2 separate regions of the Muntiacus reevesi genome follow, and region 2 is linked to region 1. The links are chromatin contacts, called in public Hi-C maps. All regions are on one chromosome and are shown on one strand. Each heading gives the region's core, a stretch centred on a gene start, on an enhancer-like site or on the middle of the called end of the contact. The rest is flanking DNA. Distances are from core to core; before and after follow the strand shown. Region 1 holds the start of ZBTB5 (zinc finger and BTB domain containing 5). Region 2 holds the start of SLC25A51 (solute carrier family 25 member 51).

The links. A called contact is a pair of places that touch in the nucleus more often than the background predicts.
Region 2: a Hi-C map of muscle shows a contact between it and region 1, with 4 times the contacts expected there. The contact joins the promoter of SLC25A51 here to the promoter of ZBTB5 in region 1. A contact is called at or near these places in 2 of 3 Hi-C or Micro-C datasets (blood and muscle).

Annotation. Positions count from the first base shown.
Region 1 is chr17:57,425,259-57,428,333 of mMunRee1.1, reverse strand. It overlaps ZBTB5 (zinc finger and BTB domain containing 5), which reads left to right and starts at 1,275. Exons shown (of 4, transcript XR_010659491.1): 1 at 1,275-1,466.
Region 2 is chr17:57,813,327-57,816,594 of mMunRee1.1, reverse strand. It overlaps SLC25A51 (solute carrier family 25 member 51), which reads left to right and starts at 1,654. Exons shown (of 5, transcript XM_065908021.1): 1 at 1,654-1,760; 2 at 2,575-2,720.

The DNA.
Region 1 (3,075 bases), core at 26-2,525:
TCTCGTACATACTTTTCCACATTTGTTTATTTAAGGAGAATTTCTAGAAAGGAATTGCCAGCTAGAAGAGAATGAACATACAATTTAAAATTTGAAGATACCACGTTATCCTCAGGAAGTAGCAATGATACTCCCAACTGCAATATAGGATGGGACTTTTTTCTCACACTCTTCTGAGAATTGAACATACGAATCTTTTAAATTTTTTGCCAGTCTGTAAGTCTGAAACAACATCTAGCTGATAATATGTCTCTAAGGATCACACATGTGAAAGGACTGGCTTATTGTCAGCATCCGCCCCCCCCCCACCTTCTTTTCCCTGAAGCTGCCCAATCTGGCAGTAAAATACATGCAAGGGCTATAAAATGTCAGAGAATCTTAACGAATACAATTTACCATCAGATTTCATTTGAGGCCTCAAAGAGGGGGGGGGGGGAACACACCAAAAGCAACATTAAAAACGCATATGATCTGAAGGGATGGATCAGATGTAATGATAACTGGATGTTAAGTGCTGAAGTGGGATGTTCCCTTTTAAAAATAATACCGGGATTGCCTGTGGGACTGTGTCGGACTCAACTGCGGTCAGATGGATCCGTCCCATTTTCAGTTCAACGTCTTTAACCTGGATTTTGGCTTAGTTCAACCTAAACAGTTTCTTGGAACTTATTTTATTCCAAAATCTACGAGGTGGGATCTCAACCTCGGCCCCGGTGACTGTGTGAGCCCCGCGAAGGGAGTTCGCAGCAGAGTGGGAGCCCGGGATCACCAAAGAGGGAGCCGGGCGCCGTGAGGACGGAGGAATCCTGGGGACCCGTTACCTCGCGGGCTCTGCTCACACCTGGCTCAGGTATCAGGCAGTAGTGGCTGGGATTGGTGGGGTTCGGCGGAAAGCCTGCTGGCCTCCACCACCACGGTTCTCGATATGCTTCGGCACACAGTCGCTTTTCTGTAGTCCAAACCTAGAGCAGCTTGGTGATAAATACCGCCTTAAAAGGCGTTTGATAACAGTTCTACGTGTTGTAAGGCAAACGGTTATTGGTCGCGGGGCTCACGGATTCGGTCTGTAGTAAACACAGCGAGGCTCCCGGGACCCGGGATTGGTCAGCGTTCCAGAGTAAATTCCTCCGGACTCGGAGCGTCGACTGGCTGCACTGCTGCCGCTGCCCCGCCCTCTCCCCGTCTGATTGGTTGCAGCTCGGCGGGGAGGCGGAGCAAAGCCTCGGAGTGAGCGAGTCGTGTCGCGTCACTTCCGTTTGCTGTGGGCAGCCGCCGCGGCGTTCTCAGAGTGCGGTGGCGAACGGGCTGGAGGAGCTGAGGCACTGGAGGCGGGGTGGGCGGAAAAGGGAGGAATCCCATCACGGAGGCGCCAGCCTGGAGGTTTCCACCTCCTCCGACACTGTCGGGAGGGATCGGAGAAGGGTCACCGCCTCCTCCTTCGAGAAGGGGGGCGGAGCCCGGCTCAGGTGAGGCGACCCTGTCAAGGCGAGCGGTGGCGGCGCGCGTGGGCGCGCTCACGTGGAGACGGTTGATCTCTGGGGGTGCTGGGTGGGCGGCGCGAGCGGGGTCTCGTCCTGGCGTCCGGACGCGCGCAGACGCGTACCGGTTGCCCTCCACACCCCACCCCCGCCCACCCTGTCTGTCTTTCTGAGGGAGTATTGTTAACCCTCGGAGCGGAGGGGCCAGGCTAGTGGGAGGCGTGTTCTGCGCAGGCGTCCCCGGTGTCCCGACGCCAGGCTGTCTGTCCGCAGGGTGGGGCGGGGGTTCTTGCCCACTTGCATCTGCCGGCGGGCGACGTTGGTTACTGGGCTCGGGGGGGACCGGCTTGCGACCAACAGCCTGGCGAGGTGAATAGATCTGCGGGATGGGGTCGGGTGGCTCCCTTGCCCCCATCCTGGGTCTGTTTGAGCGACGAGGTTTCATTTCATCAGAGCAAGGCCAAGGCGGTCTGGAATCGGGAACCCGAGGCTGACCCTGCACGGGTGGAGTTAGTGTTTTGGAATGCCCCAACTTATCAGAAGACTAAAGTGTTTATAGGCATTTATTGGACGGCCTCTGCTTCCAGGCTTCGTGCTAGGAGCTGTGGGGAATTCAGTGGCAAGAACAGCCTTGCCCCCTCCTCCCCTCGTTTGGAGGACATAAAGATTTATACTACTTAGAGACTAACATTAGGCAGTAAATTAAAGGGGGGTCGAAGGTTAGGTTTTTTCCTTCGAGAGAAAGTCCTTTGTCATTAAGTCAGTCTGCCTTCTGGCATCGTGGAGGGTACTGTGGAAGCAAATTTCTGAATAGGACCCAAATTGTAAATAATTTGGAGGAAAAAAAATATAGGTAAATTGAGTACTAAGTAGTATGCTTGAATCCTGGTTAATTTTAATGAATGGAAGTAAGAAACCCCTCACCTTCAAGAATTGAAGCAAAAATATTTCCAAAATATGTTCATATACCTTTCAGTTGTAGTAGGTAGAAGATATTACGTACATTGGGATCTTTCTTTAGAGACTGAAGAGAATGCTGTGCCTTAGACATCACTGATGATTTGTTATCCTTGTACTGTCTGTTGTGATTTAGATTAATTTAAAGAAGGTGGGTTAGGTGTCTCATTGTTTTCTGGAGAAACTGCATTCTGTTTTTGTGATTTCCGTGGTGAGCGTGATAAGCTAAAAGATTAGCAGAGAGAGAAAGAGACCAGGTGGAGAGAGGAGAGAGAGAGGATTTTAGAAAAAAGCCCCTAAACCAAGGGAAGGTCGCCTCCTACTGCTTTAGTCTGGTCTGGAAATCCCAGGAAATTTGGGAAGACTGGCTTTGCCGCCACTGTTGGCTTGGTGACCTGCCAGGTAAGACTTAACTGGTTGAGGGCTTGTTCTGGGCTCTTGTGTTTTGCTAAATTAAACGAACCAGGACTTTTAGAGTCCTGAAATCAACATGTTTTCTTGCTTTCCTTTTTCACTCCTAAAATTTGTGTCAAAACATGGTTAGCTGGGGATACTGGCAGGCTGTATTCTGGCTATTTAAGGTGTCTAGCAAAATTCTGAAAGTGATCAGATTTGGAAGAAAAGCATTTTAGAGTGGGGT
Region 2 (3,268 bases), core at 405-2,904, 390 kb before region 1:
ATTTATTTATTTTTCAAATAATACATCCAAATAGGAATTCACACACGACAGGGCAAACATAATTCTGGCATAAATGCCTTTCCCCAACTGTTGCCCAATTTTAATGATTTCAAGGTACAGAATGGCCTTGTCATTATCCGTGGAGCCTGAAATCTATCTATGCACACTAGTTAGATGCCAGATGCCTGCATCTAACTGTCAAGGTTTGCAACATCAGACCCCACCTCCTGACCTTTACAATCTTATCTCCTTCTGCTATGACTTCCCTCACTAGTCCAAATTTCACTCACTATCCTCCAAGGCCCAATTCAACACTTCCTCCTCTATGAAGCCATCCCTGTTTCTTTCTTAAGGGGAAAGGCCCCCCCATGCTTCTGAATTTTCAGTTATGGCTTTTACAGCCTTCTCTGCACTCTAAGCTCCCCCAAGAGAACACAGTGGTACACAGTAGGTACCTCAGCAGAGCCCTGGCTGAAATTAGGTAGCATGGCCTCCCACATCACAAGAAGCAGTTCAGCAGACCAGCTCAAGCAGTCAGTATCTACCAAGTGCTCTCAGGGGAGGTACACAGAGAGAGCCACCCCACCTTGTTTCACCCAGTGGAGCTGCTCACTGAACAAACCCCAAGTCAAGAGCATGTCGTTGTTGTTTAGTTGTAAGTTGTGTCTGACTCTTTTTTGCAACCCTATGGACTGTAGCCCGCCAGGCTCCTCTGTCCATGGAATTTTCCAGGCAAGAATAGTGGAGTGGGTTTTCATGTCCTACTCCAGGGGATCTTCCTCACCCGGGGATGGAACCAGGGGCTCTTGCACCTTCTACATGGGCAGGCAGATTCTTTAGCAACGAGTCACCTGGTACGCCATCACATATTTGATGATCCTCCAGAGGACCTCGCTCCCAGGCTGACCTTTCCATTTCCTTCGGTCCCTCACATCCATGTGCCTTCCAGTTGATAAGAGTCAGATCGTTATTCCCAGTGATTCTTACAAAGGCCAAGAGAGATGCGAGGCAGGCGTTCCTTTCCAGAGATCTGGGGCTCAGGGTCGCTATGACTTGACCCAGGCCTCCTAACTCTGAGTGCAGTGGAGTCCAAGACGTGCAAGTTGTCTGAAATGGAAGGAAACGGGGCTTTAAAATCATCTGTGTGTTTTAGAGCACACACATTTGTAAACTCTAACGGTGTTCTGTGAACTGCAGTATCAGTAGCTGACCAAAGGCAGCTCCAAGCGTTTGATGAAATCTAACCAATGGCACAAACGGTAGCGAGGTGGGGGCTTTGCAGGCCTAGGCCCACGTGCAAGCTTGCATCCACAACTGCCGATTCCCAGGGGTCCTCCCACAGGCCGCGCACGAGCAAAAGCGTTGGCTGTTTGTGGCGCGGCAGGGCCACCGTACACCAGGGGCGCGCTAGTCCAGCAAGCGGAACCCCACAGCCCGACGACAGGTGTGATGGGTGACCCAACACCTGCCCCGCGGCGGCGAACCGCTGCCAGGAGTTAGCCGGCCTCACCTGACCCTCCGCGGGATTACGGAGAGGTGGTGCGTCAGCGTCTCCCTCACGTGACCGGGCTCGGCGGCGCCGGCCGCGTCACGCCCCGCCCACCGCGTCACGCCCCGCCCACGCGTCACGCCCCGCCCGCGCGTCACGCCCCGCCCAGAGCGCTGGGTCGGTCAAGGTCTGCGCCTGCGCCGGCTCGCGGGCTCACCAACCTGCGGGCGGGCCGCTGCCGGGCGTGGAAGCCGGGCGCCCGCGGCGATGGGTGAGTGGGGAGGCAGGCGAGAGGAAAGCACGGGGTGTCCCCGGCCTCCGCGTGGAGTGAGTGGAAGCACGAAGGCGGCTCTGAGGAGGCCGTCTGCCCGGCCCTCTGGCGCGGTTGCTGGGCGCCCACCCCCGTCCGCGCGCGCGCACTGCCTCCCCTCGGTGCGCCCCGCAGTTCCCGCGCGCGCCATCCCGGGTGGGGTCCGCGGTCGCCGGGGCCAGCTCTAGGCTCCCTGCTCTGCCGCCTGCCACCGGGCCTTTCCGGGCCGAGGGCGCCGTCTGGCTGCCGGGAAGAGCCTTTTCGGCGGAGGAGGCTGTGCGTCCGTTTGGGCGCGCCCCGGGCGGGGAGGTGCCTCCCGGCGAGCCCTGATAGCGGGGCGGGGAGGGGCCGGGCTTTGCCCGAGTCCTGGGAGCGCGGCGCTGGGACCGCTGAAGGGCTCCTGCCGTCTCGGGGCCTGGGATTCCGGGACCTCTGGTTCCGTTGAATGTCAGGGACTGGAGAGGCCTGGACGATCCCGTCCACTCCCCTCCCCTCCCCCTTAGCCACAGGCCGGGGAAATGGACGCCAGCGGAGCGGTAAGTTCAGCTACCCGGCCAGACAATGCTTGTTCTGCGACACCATGTTGCTTCGCGTTGCGAGAAACTCCGTTGTACTAGGCTGGTTTTTTATTTTTATTTTTATTTTTTTGGTGATGGTGGAGAAGTGGGGGTGGGCATTGTTAATTGAAAATCTCTGTACCAATTACTAAGCTTATCTAGGTGGAGCGTGTTGATGTCTCAGCTTTATTTACGCTTTTCTTTTTTGCCCCTTACAGCTGTACACACCTGGTCTTAATCCCCACCTGCAAGCAGAGAAACAGAAGCCCGTAAAGTAACTCTGTAGTGCCCTTGTTTTGAAAGAATTCCATAAAATCAAAAGGTGTCAGCACTGGTTGGGCCCGCTAGTGGTTCCAGAGCACAGGTTAGGCGCTTTGGATCTGGAGTCACCTCGAGTGCATCCCAAGGAAAGATCACAAGCTGTTACCTTTAAGAGAGAGTGCATTTATCTGGTTTCTCCTTTGGTAGATTAAAGTTAGCCCAGAGAAGTGGAATTTTTAAATTATAGACGTTGCTTTGTATTTATAGTAGCAAGATAGTGTCCTAACTAGGACTAGAACCCAGATTAATCTTGCTCTGAATGCTGACTCAGACCTGCTGACTTGCGGGAGTCAACATCCTTTGAGAATTACAGTTGCTTTCTCCCCAGTTTTTGCACAAAGACCTTTGTGCTGGATCACATCTTGGTCTTATCCCGTGGGCTGTAAATTACAGTGAGCATTTAGACTTTACACTGTTTTTTTCTGCCACAGAAGTTTGATTGACACTTGGAGTTTAATAAAAGTCAGCTTAATTAACTTTGTTTCCTAATGTTGACATAGTTTGAGTGTTTTAGGTAGCAAGCAAATGTAAAATTATGGCAAATAAGTTTTGCAATAAATTGCAAAGAATTATTATCCATGTTAAAGAATT